Linked DNA regions of Gossypium hirsutum: region 2 is linked to region 1. A link is a contact called in public Hi-C data. All regions are on one chromosome and are shown on one strand. Each heading gives the region's core, a stretch centred on a gene start, on an enhancer-like site or on the middle of the called end of the contact. The rest is flanking DNA. Distances are from core to core; before and after follow the strand shown.

Evidence for each region. Hi-C and Micro-C count contacts between places; a contact is called where the count stands out from the background.
Region 2: a Hi-C map of leaf shows a contact between it and region 1, with 2.6 times the contacts expected there. The contact joins the promoter of LOC107916774 here to the promoter of LOC107916749 in region 1. A contact is called at or near these places in 5 of 34 Hi-C or Micro-C datasets (callus and leaf).

Annotation. Positions count from the first base shown.
Region 1 is chrA01:105,963,823-105,969,612 of Gossypium_hirsutum_v2.1, reverse strand. It overlaps LOC107916749 (protein NUCLEAR FUSION DEFECTIVE 4), which reads left to right and starts at 2,266. Exons shown (of 2, transcript XM_016846115.2): 1 at 2,266-3,595; 2 at 4,718-5,512. The coding sequence starts at 2,412. The coding sequence ends at 5,195.
Region 2 is chrA01:106,244,441-106,250,230 of Gossypium_hirsutum_v2.1, reverse strand. LOC107916774 (myb-related protein 308) reads left to right here and starts at 3,702. Exons shown (of 2, transcript XM_016846145.2): 1 at 3,702-4,510; 2 at 4,615-5,400. The coding sequence starts at 4,248. The coding sequence ends at 5,146. LOC107916997 (L-ascorbate peroxidase 3) reads left to right here. Exons shown (of 9, transcript XM_016846385.2): 6 at 75-157; 7 at 239-318; 8 at 402-504; 9 at 1,264-1,639. The coding sequence ends at 1,461.

The DNA.
Region 1 (5,790 bases), core at 1,017-3,516:
GTGCAGATTGAGGTGATCATGGTCCGGGCCGGGCCGGGTTCGGGCCGGGCCCACATAAATTTTTAGGCCCATCTACTAGGCCCGAGCCCGGCCCGAAATATGGGCCTAAAATTTTGCCCAAGCCTGGCCCGAAATAAAATTACTAAGCCCGAGCCCGGCCCGGCCCAAATTAAAATTTTTTTATTTCATTAAATAAAAAAAGTTTAAAAATATAATAAATCAAATATATTTAAAAACATAAAAACAAATATTAAAACAAATAAAAATAATACTAAAATAATTCTTAAAACAATACACAAATTAATAATATAATAAAAAATGGTTATATTAAAAAATTAAAATAATTAAAAATAAAATAAAAATATATATTAATATATAATTCAAGCCGGGCCAGGCCGGGCCCGGGCCAAAAAACCCTTACCTGAGGCCCGGCCCATTTTCTAAACGGACCTCATTTTTTTGCCCAAACCCATTTTTCGGGCCTATATTTTTACCTAAACCCTCCAATTTTTCGAGTCGGGCCGGGCCGCCCAGCCCATGATCAGCTCTAAGTGCAGACCGTCCATTTCAGCGGCAAGTGAAAACAAATAGCGAACCGTACGCCTGTATGTTGTGGAGCCAAACAAAAGCGAGCACCCTTTCACATCCTCAAAATTATTAATTAATTCAAAAAATGTTTCCTAAATTTTTAATATTTTATTAAATCCAGTATTATTTCAATTTGGTTATACCGTTGGTCTGAACTTCAACTTTATAGATTTGAAGTGTTTAAAAATATTAATTATTTAATATATCTTTAATAATATTAGATCTAAGCTAACATTTAAGTCAAAATTTGATGGCTAGTAATAGGATGGCAAAATTATATAATACCCTAAAGTTTAAAAATCAATTTAAAATATAAATTGTAATTCAGGGATGTTTATGCAAATAACTCTAGTTTTATTTTCCACAAAAATCAAAATTCTTTTTATTGGAAAAAAGAAAAGAAAAAATTAATAGCTTTCTTTTCCACTTTTTTTTATTAGAAAAATTGTTGTGAACAGAAAATAATAAAAATCTCCTACCAGCTTTTTTTTCTTTTCAAAGATGGCCTAACCAGTTTTTTTTTCTAATAACTTGTAGATTTTTAAGGGTAAATTATACTAACAATCACTCAACTTTGATCTTAATGACAAAACAACCACTCAACTTTCAATTCAATCGCTATACTTTCAAAACATAACAAATTTATCACTAACTTTATCGAAAAGTGACAAATCAATCTCCCGTTAACATTTTCCATTATAGGCCTAATAGAGTAACTGACCTGGCCAGTTAACCTGTCATGTTGGACATGAGGAGCAGAAAGGTCTTCTTCTAAAGCTGGTCCCTCCTTCCTTTTCCCCTCTTTCTTTATTATTATTATTTTTTTATTTTTGTATTCTATATCTAGAATAATCTCATTTGGTAGAGTTTGATTTTGAAGTTGAATGTTTGAGTTGTATTATATTCATTAAACTTTACCATCAAACCACATCCATTATACTCGTTTGAAATTAAAGATAAAAAATCAAACAAAACAAAAATCAACAACAACCCAAAAGTAAACCCTAATTCCAAAATGGAACACTTCAATTTTAAAAAAGAAGTCAAATAATTAAAAGAATTTTTTTTTCAAATGAGAAAGGAAATAAGAAGGTAAAAATAATTGTTTGATACAAAACAAGAAAGCAAACAAAAATAATACAACTTTCATGAAATTAAAGAATTAAAATTGGGGAAAAACAATAAAAGAATATTTGGATTTCCCCTCTAATTTCTCTTCATGATCGTTGGAAGAAACTTTATCTTCCTCTTTCTAGGGATTTGTTAACAATTGTATTAGTTTTTTGGATGAATGGATTGTTCTAAAAAGAAATAGAGAGAAAAATATAACATAGAGAGACAAATAAAGAAATTGAAAAAAATTTTAATTTTTGATAATAGTCATTTAATTTTGATTTTCTTTTCTTCTTCTCTTTCTAATGCCCAGTTTGGATTTTTATTTTTATTGGGATTGTTTAAATGATAACATAAACTCTAGCGTGACTGATTAAATACCACTTTAATTTTCCGTTAATTTGTAATGAAAAATAGTTAATAAAACTGATTTGTTATTTTTTGAACTGAATTAAAAATTAAATAAATATTTTTTCATAAAAGTCAAAGTTGAATTACTGAGAGTATAATTTATTATTATTATTATTATTTTTAATTAACCGAAGCCTACGGATTCTACAGATGGGTCCAAACTTTTACTCTTTTAAATAACCAAGCAAGGCCGCAAGTCACAAATACAGAAAGGCTCTAAATTTCGAGCTCTGAAAACTTTAAAAATCCATCCCACACCGACCGTTCAAAGTGTAGTGGTTGTCGGCGAGCTTTTTCTGATGGGGATTCGAGAAAGTCACACGTTCAGTGCCTGGAAATGGCTAGGCTTCGTATCTGCAGTATGGGTGCAGACCATTTCAGGCAATAATTACACTTTCTCAAACTACTCTGATGCCATCAAGACGCTTATGAACCTTACCCAGCTTCAGCTTAACAATTTGTCAGTGGCTAAAGATGTTGGTAAGGCTTTTGGTCTCCTTGCCGGTCTTGCTTCTGATCGTTTGCCCACTCCCGTCATCCTCCTTATTGGTGCCATTGAAGGCTTGATTGGGTATGGTGCTCAATGGCTTGTCGTCAGTCAGAAAATCCAACCACTTCCTTACTGGCAGATGTGTATATTTATGTGCTTGGGAGGCAACAGCACCACATGGATGAACACTGCCGTGTTAGTCACTTGCATCCGCAACTTCCGGAGAAACCGTGGTCCGGTCTCCGGAATCTTAAAAGGGTATGTCGGTCTCAGCACCGCTATCTTCACAGACTTATGCTCTGCCCTCTTCTCCGATGACCCAGCACGATTCCTCGTCATGCTTGCCGTCATCCCTTTTGCTGTTTGCCTTGTCGCCGTCTTATTCCTCCGTGAAATCCCCCAATCTACTTCCGTCGCTGCAGAGAAGGAAGAAGCGCGCTATTTCGCAATATTCAACATAGTCGCCGTCGTCGTCGCTGTTTATCTTTTAACTTACGACCTCATCGGTTCAACCAATCAAGTGTTTTCGCTGGTTTTCGCGGTTATACTTCTCATTTTATTAGCTAGTCCGTTGGCGGTCCCGATATATGCTTTTGTAAAGAGTTGGCGCTTGGTCGGGTTCGAAGCTGACATGGAGCGACAACAACCGTTGCTGAAAGAGGAAACTACGTCGCCGCCGTCGGAGACAAAGGAGATCATTACCGAAGTGGCAGCAGCAGCTTCGGCGGATGACGCGACGGTGTTAGTGGAAAAGACAAAACCGGTGATAGGAGAGGAGCACACGATAATGGAGGCGATGCAGACATGGGACTTTTGGGTATCGTTCATATCGTTCCTTTGTGGGGTGGGAACAGGTATGGCGGTGATAAACAACATGGCACAGATCGGGTTAGCCTTGGGTCACGCCGACGTTTCAATATTCATTTCATTGACCAGTATTTGGGGCTTTTTTGGCCGAATCATTTCCGGCTCTGTTTCCGAGTACTTTCTCAAGTAAGCTTCTTCCATTTCTTGCCCTTAACCTCAACTTGTTCCTTTTATTTTATTATTATTATTATTTTTTGTTGTTGCCAAAAACCTTAACTTTTGCTTGATTGTGACTTTTTGTTTAGGATCTTGTACTTTTAGTTGGTGGATATTGATTTATTGATTGATTCAGGTCGACATCGGTTTATTATTAGTAATATGCAACTTGATACCCTTATTTTTTTATTATTTTCCATATACTTTGATTTGATCGATGAGTTCATAACAACAACATGGAAGACATTTTGTCTTTTTACTTTTTAAAAAAAAAATGTTTAATTTCGTCAAATGTATGCAAACATCACATACAGGTTTTAAAAAATAAACCACAAGAAAACATTTTATGTAAGAAAAATATTTTCTTTTAAAATTTACTTAACGATGATCTTAACTATCTTTTATTAAATATCTGTTGGAGTCTTAGATATGTATGATTTTAGCAATATATAAACTGCTACATCTCTATCATCATTTTAATAAGTATGGTTTGGTTTTTTTCTTTTCTTGAGGGGCAATATTTTGTGCTTTGAGCCGCAAAACTGCATAATTTATTTTTATTAATAAAAAAAAAAACTGGTTTACGTTTTCTTTCTGGTTAAGAAACCTTGATTTGAATCCGCTTGTGGTTTGGTTTTTCAACTTGAGTTGTACACGAAATGCTGTTGCTGTTTGTTTTGCTTGTTACGTAATTTAATAAGTTTCCAACTTTTGGAAGCAAAAAAAAAAAAAAAAGAATGTTTTGCCCTCAATTAATACTGTGATTAGACAGCTTTTGTTGCTTTAATGGATGTTGGGGTTAAATGCATTTTGATCAATAAATAGATGAAACATGCATCATATTAATGCCTTAATGCTGTCATTGATTAGTTATAACAATAGTATATGTGGTTTAGGTTTCAATGTAAAATCTTAGAATGATTGAAGCTGAGTGTTGGTTGCAAAGTAGGTGAACTAATATTGCAAATGGACAATGTAGATGAGGTCATGGCAGGGTTGGCCAATTTGGATGGCTTGATAGGGACTAGTTTTCACTTGGCTCATAATGATGCCTAATAAGATCTATATTCCATGTGCATTGATTTCAAACAGGAAAGCAGGAACTCCTAGGCCACTTTGGAATGCAGCATCTCAGATCTTGATGGCGGTTGGGCTCCTTCTCATGGCATTGGCATTGCCTGGTTGCCTTTACATTGGTTCAATTGTTGTTGGCATGTGTTACGGAGTCCGTCTAGCAGTGACCGTCCCGGTTGCCTCGGAACTATTCGGTCTCAAATACTACGGTCTGCTCTACAACATTTTAATCCTCAATCTTCCCATAGGTTCTTTCCTCTTTTCTGGCCTGCTTGCTGGCTACCTATATGATGCACAAGCTACTCCAACACCAGGAGGTGGGAATACCTGTGTGGGAGCCCATTGTTACGGCCTCGTGTTTATCGTAATGGCTATGGCCTCCCTTATTGGATTTGGGTTGGATGTTTTGCTGGCAATTAGAACCAAGAACATTTATACCAAGATATTCAACAGTCGGAAACCGAAGAAATCTTTGGCGGCATCTAATGGCCAATGATAGACAATTCTGCAGAAAAGGTAAGGCTGGAATTGTAGGATTGATGAGCTCTTTGCTCAGTGATATCCTGCATACACCATTAGCCATTAGCTGGTTCATCATTTTATAAGGTGATCAGTGATTCTAGAACACCACTAGTACTGTATTAATAGTATGATTGTATGATTTTTCTCTCGAAAGAAAACGTGCAATAGTAATAAATTGTTAGAATTTTGTTCAATTCTTGTTAAGACAGCAACATATGGCATATGCCTTCATTGATCTATTGGTAGGCATGTCATTTGGTTAAATGCATTTACTACGATTATCAAGATATATATTAACGTTCTTGGTTCAAATAATTATAGAACTTACAATCTTGCAACTATTTGGGTTGCCCATGATAAAAAATGGTTCATTTGGCCCAGTCTGGTCTAAGAAAATAAGGAAGGAATCTCTGAAAGTCTTGTTTGTGTTTTTGGGTCACATGAGTCGAGTTTGTCTTCGGTATCTAATTGATCGACATATTAAAGCCTGTGGGCTACAAAAATATGGTCTTAGAGGCCCACATTTTGTCATCATCTTGATTTGAAAAATATCTTTTTAATTAGATGTG
Region 2 (5,790 bases), core at 2,453-4,952, 280 kb before region 1:
ATGATCTTATCTTTCTAATTTATGAAGTTGTAGATGCTAAATTTAGCTTTTCCTTTTGTGGGTCCTGGTTTTAGGTGCTCCTCATCTGAAGGACATCTTTTATCGTATGGGTCTATCTGGCAAGGATATTGTGGCATTATCTGGCGGTCACACCCTGGTACTTGGATGTTCTTTTCTATTCCCGGCTTTGTTGGTTATAGTTTAACATCAAAGTTTTGTGTTGTTTTTGGTGTTACAGGGAAGGGCTCATCCAGAGAGATCAGGTTTTGATGGCCCTTGGACCAATGAACCACTGAAGTTTGATAACTCTTACTTCGTGTAAGATTAAATCCAACTAGTTGGCTATTAGATTTCCTTCTTACTCAGGATACATATGAAGCCATTTGATATTACTATGCCAGGGAGCTGCTAAAAGGGGAATCAGAAGGGCTATTGAAGCTTCCAACAGACATAGCTTTGATGGATTACCCTGAGTTCCGAGAGTATGTAGAGCTCTACGCAAAGGTAAAACTACAACTAGGTGGCTGCCAATTGTCTAGCATAAACATCATTTTATTTTTTATTGTTTGTTCATTGCATGTTCATCATTTTATGAGGCCTCTTTGAGACATTATTTAATAATACTTATGCCTAATTATTTTCCTTGTTACTTTGCAATGATGATATTTTATTGCCCGAGTGCTTAATATGGTTTTATATCTGATTTGTGGTAGACCTTGTTCTTGGTAGAACTTGATGTTTCTTTTACTGTTCTGTTTGAGCCACTTGTGCACTGGTAGAAATGTCCTAATCTTACCTAGAGCCTATCTTGCATACCTACTTGAAATTATTAGATTAAGGTTGAACCAATATTTGAGCGGGTAATTATTTCATCTAACTGGTTCAACCTTGCTTCAAGTGGGGTTTGCAATAAGGACACTTTGCTTACCACTTACTAGCATGATTCTAGCCTGTGCTTTTAAATTAGCAATTAGTTGTGTATATATGATGTTTCTGCGTGACTCTAGTCTAATGTTAGCCAAATTGGGTGAAACACTGTCTAGTGCCAACCGCTATCAACGAGCTGTAGGCATCTTTTCAGGTGGACAAAGAGATTATGCAAATTAATATGTTTTCAGTACGTGGTTAAATTGATTAAAGTGGTTTGTCGGCATCATCCAATGCTCGATTATGGTATTCTCTTTAATTAAGCTATTATTACCCCTTTGAATCCTTTTACTTATATTATATGCATACTCCTACAACCTTCATGGTATTTGGCAGGATGAGGATGCATTCTTTAGAGATTATGCAGAATCTCATAAGAGGCTTTCAGAACTTGGGTTTGATCCTAGTTCCTCTCGATCCAATCCGGTTGCAAAGGACAGCATCATATTGGCACAGAGTGCCGTTGGGGTTGCGGTTGCCGCAGCCGTTGTGATCGTTAGCTACATTTATGAGGTTGGCAAAAGAATGATGTGAAGCTAGTTTACTCAAGTCGTTGTAGAACAAAACATGCATTATAATTATTCCATTGTCAGATTAGCAGAACTTTAGCCCAATAATCTGGCTAGCTATTTATGTAAAAGATGAACATACAAAAGTTGTCCCATTTGAACAAAATAACAAACACAAAGATGACGCCCCTGATCCACTTCAATCCATGACATTTATGTTACAAACCCTTTCTGTTGTTGCTTTTATTTTCATGTTGTTTCAACTGGAAACGAGCCACCACTTCCCTGGCAGGAGGGAGGGGCCAATAATGAAAACAAGGACCGCAAGTTGCAACCAGGTCTGCACTGCCTGTATGGATAATTACACGAAAAATAAAGGGAAATTGAGGTAAGGTGTGAAGTTTGGACATCTGAAACAGACCTTCCACTAAGGTTAAAAGAGTCCCACATGGTGGGGGCAGCCAAAAGGTAGGTAGGTAGGTAACGTAAGGGTCTAGAGCCACTTTTTGGACAGCTCTTCTTATTCATAAAGTTTTTGTTCAAACTCAATACCTAAGCACATGATATCCACGTTCTGCTGTGATGGTCACCACAATCTGATTATTGCAATCCTTAACCTAAACCCCTTACCCCATTTTTAGGACCTTAACCAATCATGTAGTTATAAAATTAAAATCCCTATCAATTTTTTATTTTATTTTTAAATTCTCTTTTGTTTGGGGGTTTGTTAATAATCAAACAATTCTGAATTCTCTTTTAGGAGTCTTATCTTTTAAAGTCATAGGACAGTCGGTCATGTGGTTGTGCGGTGTGGGAGATTGGGATTGCTTGGGTTAGGAAAATGACTTGGTTAAAAAGCCAACCTAACTGATTGCGATCATGATGTGCGCCGTCTGATTGAAACAGGTTAGGCACCATTCAATTAATGCGTGTAGGTAAATGTTTTGATCCATCATTTTTTAGCCCATTCTTAATTTTCTTTTTTCCCCTTATGATGTAAAATTCAATTTGTTGTTTGTTCAAACGTTGAGAAACAAAACAAAATGGATAAGCATAGGTGGGTTTTTAGTTAAAAATAAAGATAATAAAAGTAGAAAAAAAATAAAAATCTTAAATGGTGACCCTGTCTGTCCCCCCCTCCCCCATCCCCGTATAGTTGAACAACAAATAAGGCCAGGTATTGGACTAGTTGCAAGGACAGTCAGAAAGGTGAAAAAAGTAGGTGAAATCTCCCCCTCTCCCCCAGTCCTAAAAACAACTTGTTCTCATCATCCTTAGCTCTTACCATCCACTTGAATTTCATGATGAGAGAGAGAGAGAGGGGGGGGAGAGTTTTGTTATGAGTGGTGGTGGGTGACAAATATCAGTATGCAAATTGGAGAGGGAAAGATAGAAAACAACAAAAAGGGTGAAAAAAAGAATCAACCTTTCCCATCCCTAACCTCACTGCTGCCCATTTGTTGCCTAAACTTAAACCACAAGGTTTGGGGGGAAGAACCAAAAAGAAATAAAAAGGAAAGTGGAAGGTGGAAGGTGAACCAAAGCCCACAAACAAAGACAACCACAACCACACTCATATAATATTAGACTTATTTTAGAGTATTTATCTTTTCCCTATTCTCCCTTTTTCTTTCATCATCATCCTGCCCCTGAACCCCAACCTCCAAGTCTTCTAGAACCACCCCCCTTTTCTCTCTCCTGCATGATGATGGTATACCAATAGAATAAAGATCCACAACTACCACCCTATTTCATGATTTCTTCACTAATATATCCTATCCACCACTCCATTTCACTAATATAGCAACCTTTTATATATATATATATATGTTTTCCCACCAACATATAAAAAATACTTCCAGCTTCAAGATTTGATTTTTCTTGTAAACCAAAACTAGTCAACTGGACAACATTTAGTGTCATATATTTACACAAAAATAATTCTGTAATGGAGCTTAATATTATAGTTAAGGTTCTTTAATCTTATAGTATTCAGACTTTTGAGTCATAGCACTCTCTTTCTAATTCTTTTTCAATTACAAAAGAGATCACACCGGTTAATAAAGAAAAAAAAGTGTGATAGATAGATATTGAGATTTAAATCCGGAAAACCTTTGGTAAGGATGGATGTTAGTTCCAACAACATGATAAAATATTTAAGTTGAACATGTACTCTGGTACATGTTGTCTAATTTGAGTTGGGGGAAAGATTATGAAAGCTAACTAAATTATTAATCTAAAGTAGTACAGGTTTAGACAAAGGGCCAAAGGTAGGGAAAAAAAACTATTATAGAAAAAGAATGGGGTGGGAGAGAGCAGAGATCACACTTTGTCCTACCCATGCTTTAATACCTTACTTTACACCTACCTAAAGGTTACCTACAGTTAATATATATCCCTTTTAACTTATTATATATGATTGATGCTAATATCATCAAGAGAGAGGCTACCAGCCACTCCCCTCAAACCTGTCTCACCAACTCACATCTAGAAGCTAAAATTAGGGTCACTGCGCTCTTTCTCTTTCTGGTTGTGTGTGTGTGTAATAGTCAAAAGGCTATATAAAAAAGCATCTAAAGTGCTCTCAAAGGGCCGGCCTCAATGTTCCTGCAACACAAAAAACAAGGCCTCCATTTCATTTTCCACCCTTACTACTTCTCCTAGATTCTAAATATAATATATACACGCACATATATATGATATCATAGTATATTTTATACTAGTTTGTATAGTATTGAAAAACTGCAAACGTAGGCTACTAGTGCTGCTAGTTTCCACAAGTTGAAAAAGGTTTCTTTGTGTTACTGAATTATGGGAAGGTCTCCTTGTTGTGAGAAAGCTCATACGAACAAAGGTGCGTGGACTAAAGAAGAAGATGATCGCCTCATAGCTTACATCCGAGCCCATGGTGAAGGTTGCTGGCGTTCACTCCCTAAAGCTGCTGGCCTTCTCCGCTGTGGCAAAAGTTGTAGACTTCGTTGGATCAATTACTTAAGACCTGATCTTAAACGTGGCAATTTCACTGAAGAAGAAGATGAGCTCATTATCAAGCTGCACAGCCTTCTTGGTAACAAGTAAGTGTTGTATATATATAGATAGATGATATATTCAACTTTGTTAGTGTGTGGTGCTTGAAATTTTGATTGGTTTTTTATGGGGGATTCCTTGAATTTTATAGGTGGTCTCTTATAGCTGGGAGATTACCAGGAAGAACAGATAATGAGATAAAGAATTACTGGAACACGCATATAAGAAGGAAGCTATTGAGCAGAGGTATTGATCCAGCAACTCACAGACCACTCAATGAGGCTTCTCAGGATGTAACAACAATATCTTTCAGTGGTGCCAAAGAAGAGAAAGAGAAGATTAATACTAACAGCAATAATAACCCTATTGGATTTATCACCAAAGCTGAAAAGAGAATCCCAGTTCAAGAAAGGTGTCCGGACTTGAATTTGGACCTCAGAATTAGCCCTCCTTATTACCAGCAAACCCAACCAGAGTCATTCAAAACTGGAGGAAGAACTCTTTGTTTTATTTGCAGCTTGGGAGTTAAAAACAGCAAAGATTGCACTTGCAGCACCATTACTACTGCTGCTGGTAGCAGCAGCAGTAGCAGTAGCCACAGCAACAGCAACAACAGCAGTGGTTATGATTTCTTAGGCTTGAAAGCTGGTATCTTGGAATATAGAAGTTTGGAAATGAAATAATAGAGTGAAAATTTGGATTTTTAACTATGTAGTTCAACTCCCTCCCCCCCCCCCCCAAAAAAAGAAAAATGGAGAGAAATGACAAGGAGATCATTGTTATTAGTTTTAAAATCTCTTTCATTTCTCTTTTTTATTTCCAATTTGTATGATTATTATATCACATTATATATGCATATATTAGTAGTATAGATGATCATTGTTGTTGGTGAATGTTTATGCATTTATTGAGATATAAAACCTTCTTCTTCTTTCAATGCTAATCACTTCAACTTTGAAGAGAACATGGAAGGTGTCCCTTTACACATTTGTTTTTACCTCTCTTTTCCAATAAAAAGAAATGATCAAATCTTCAGAAGGGTGGCTTTATTTGTTGTTATGATCTAATGTTTATTAGCAGTGAGGGAAGGAGGGAGATTCTTCTCTTATATTTCTTTCATAATTAATATATATATACGTATGTATTTCTCATGGATATAGTCACACAATACTTAATTTCAAATTCAAATCCTAACCGATGCTTACCCTTTATAAAAAAAGAAGATATAGGTTTCTCATTTTATTTTTCAAACTATTGTGATGTATGTAGGTTGGTTCATGTGACAGTATAACAACTTTTTCTTTCTCAATTGAGTTAATAATAATTT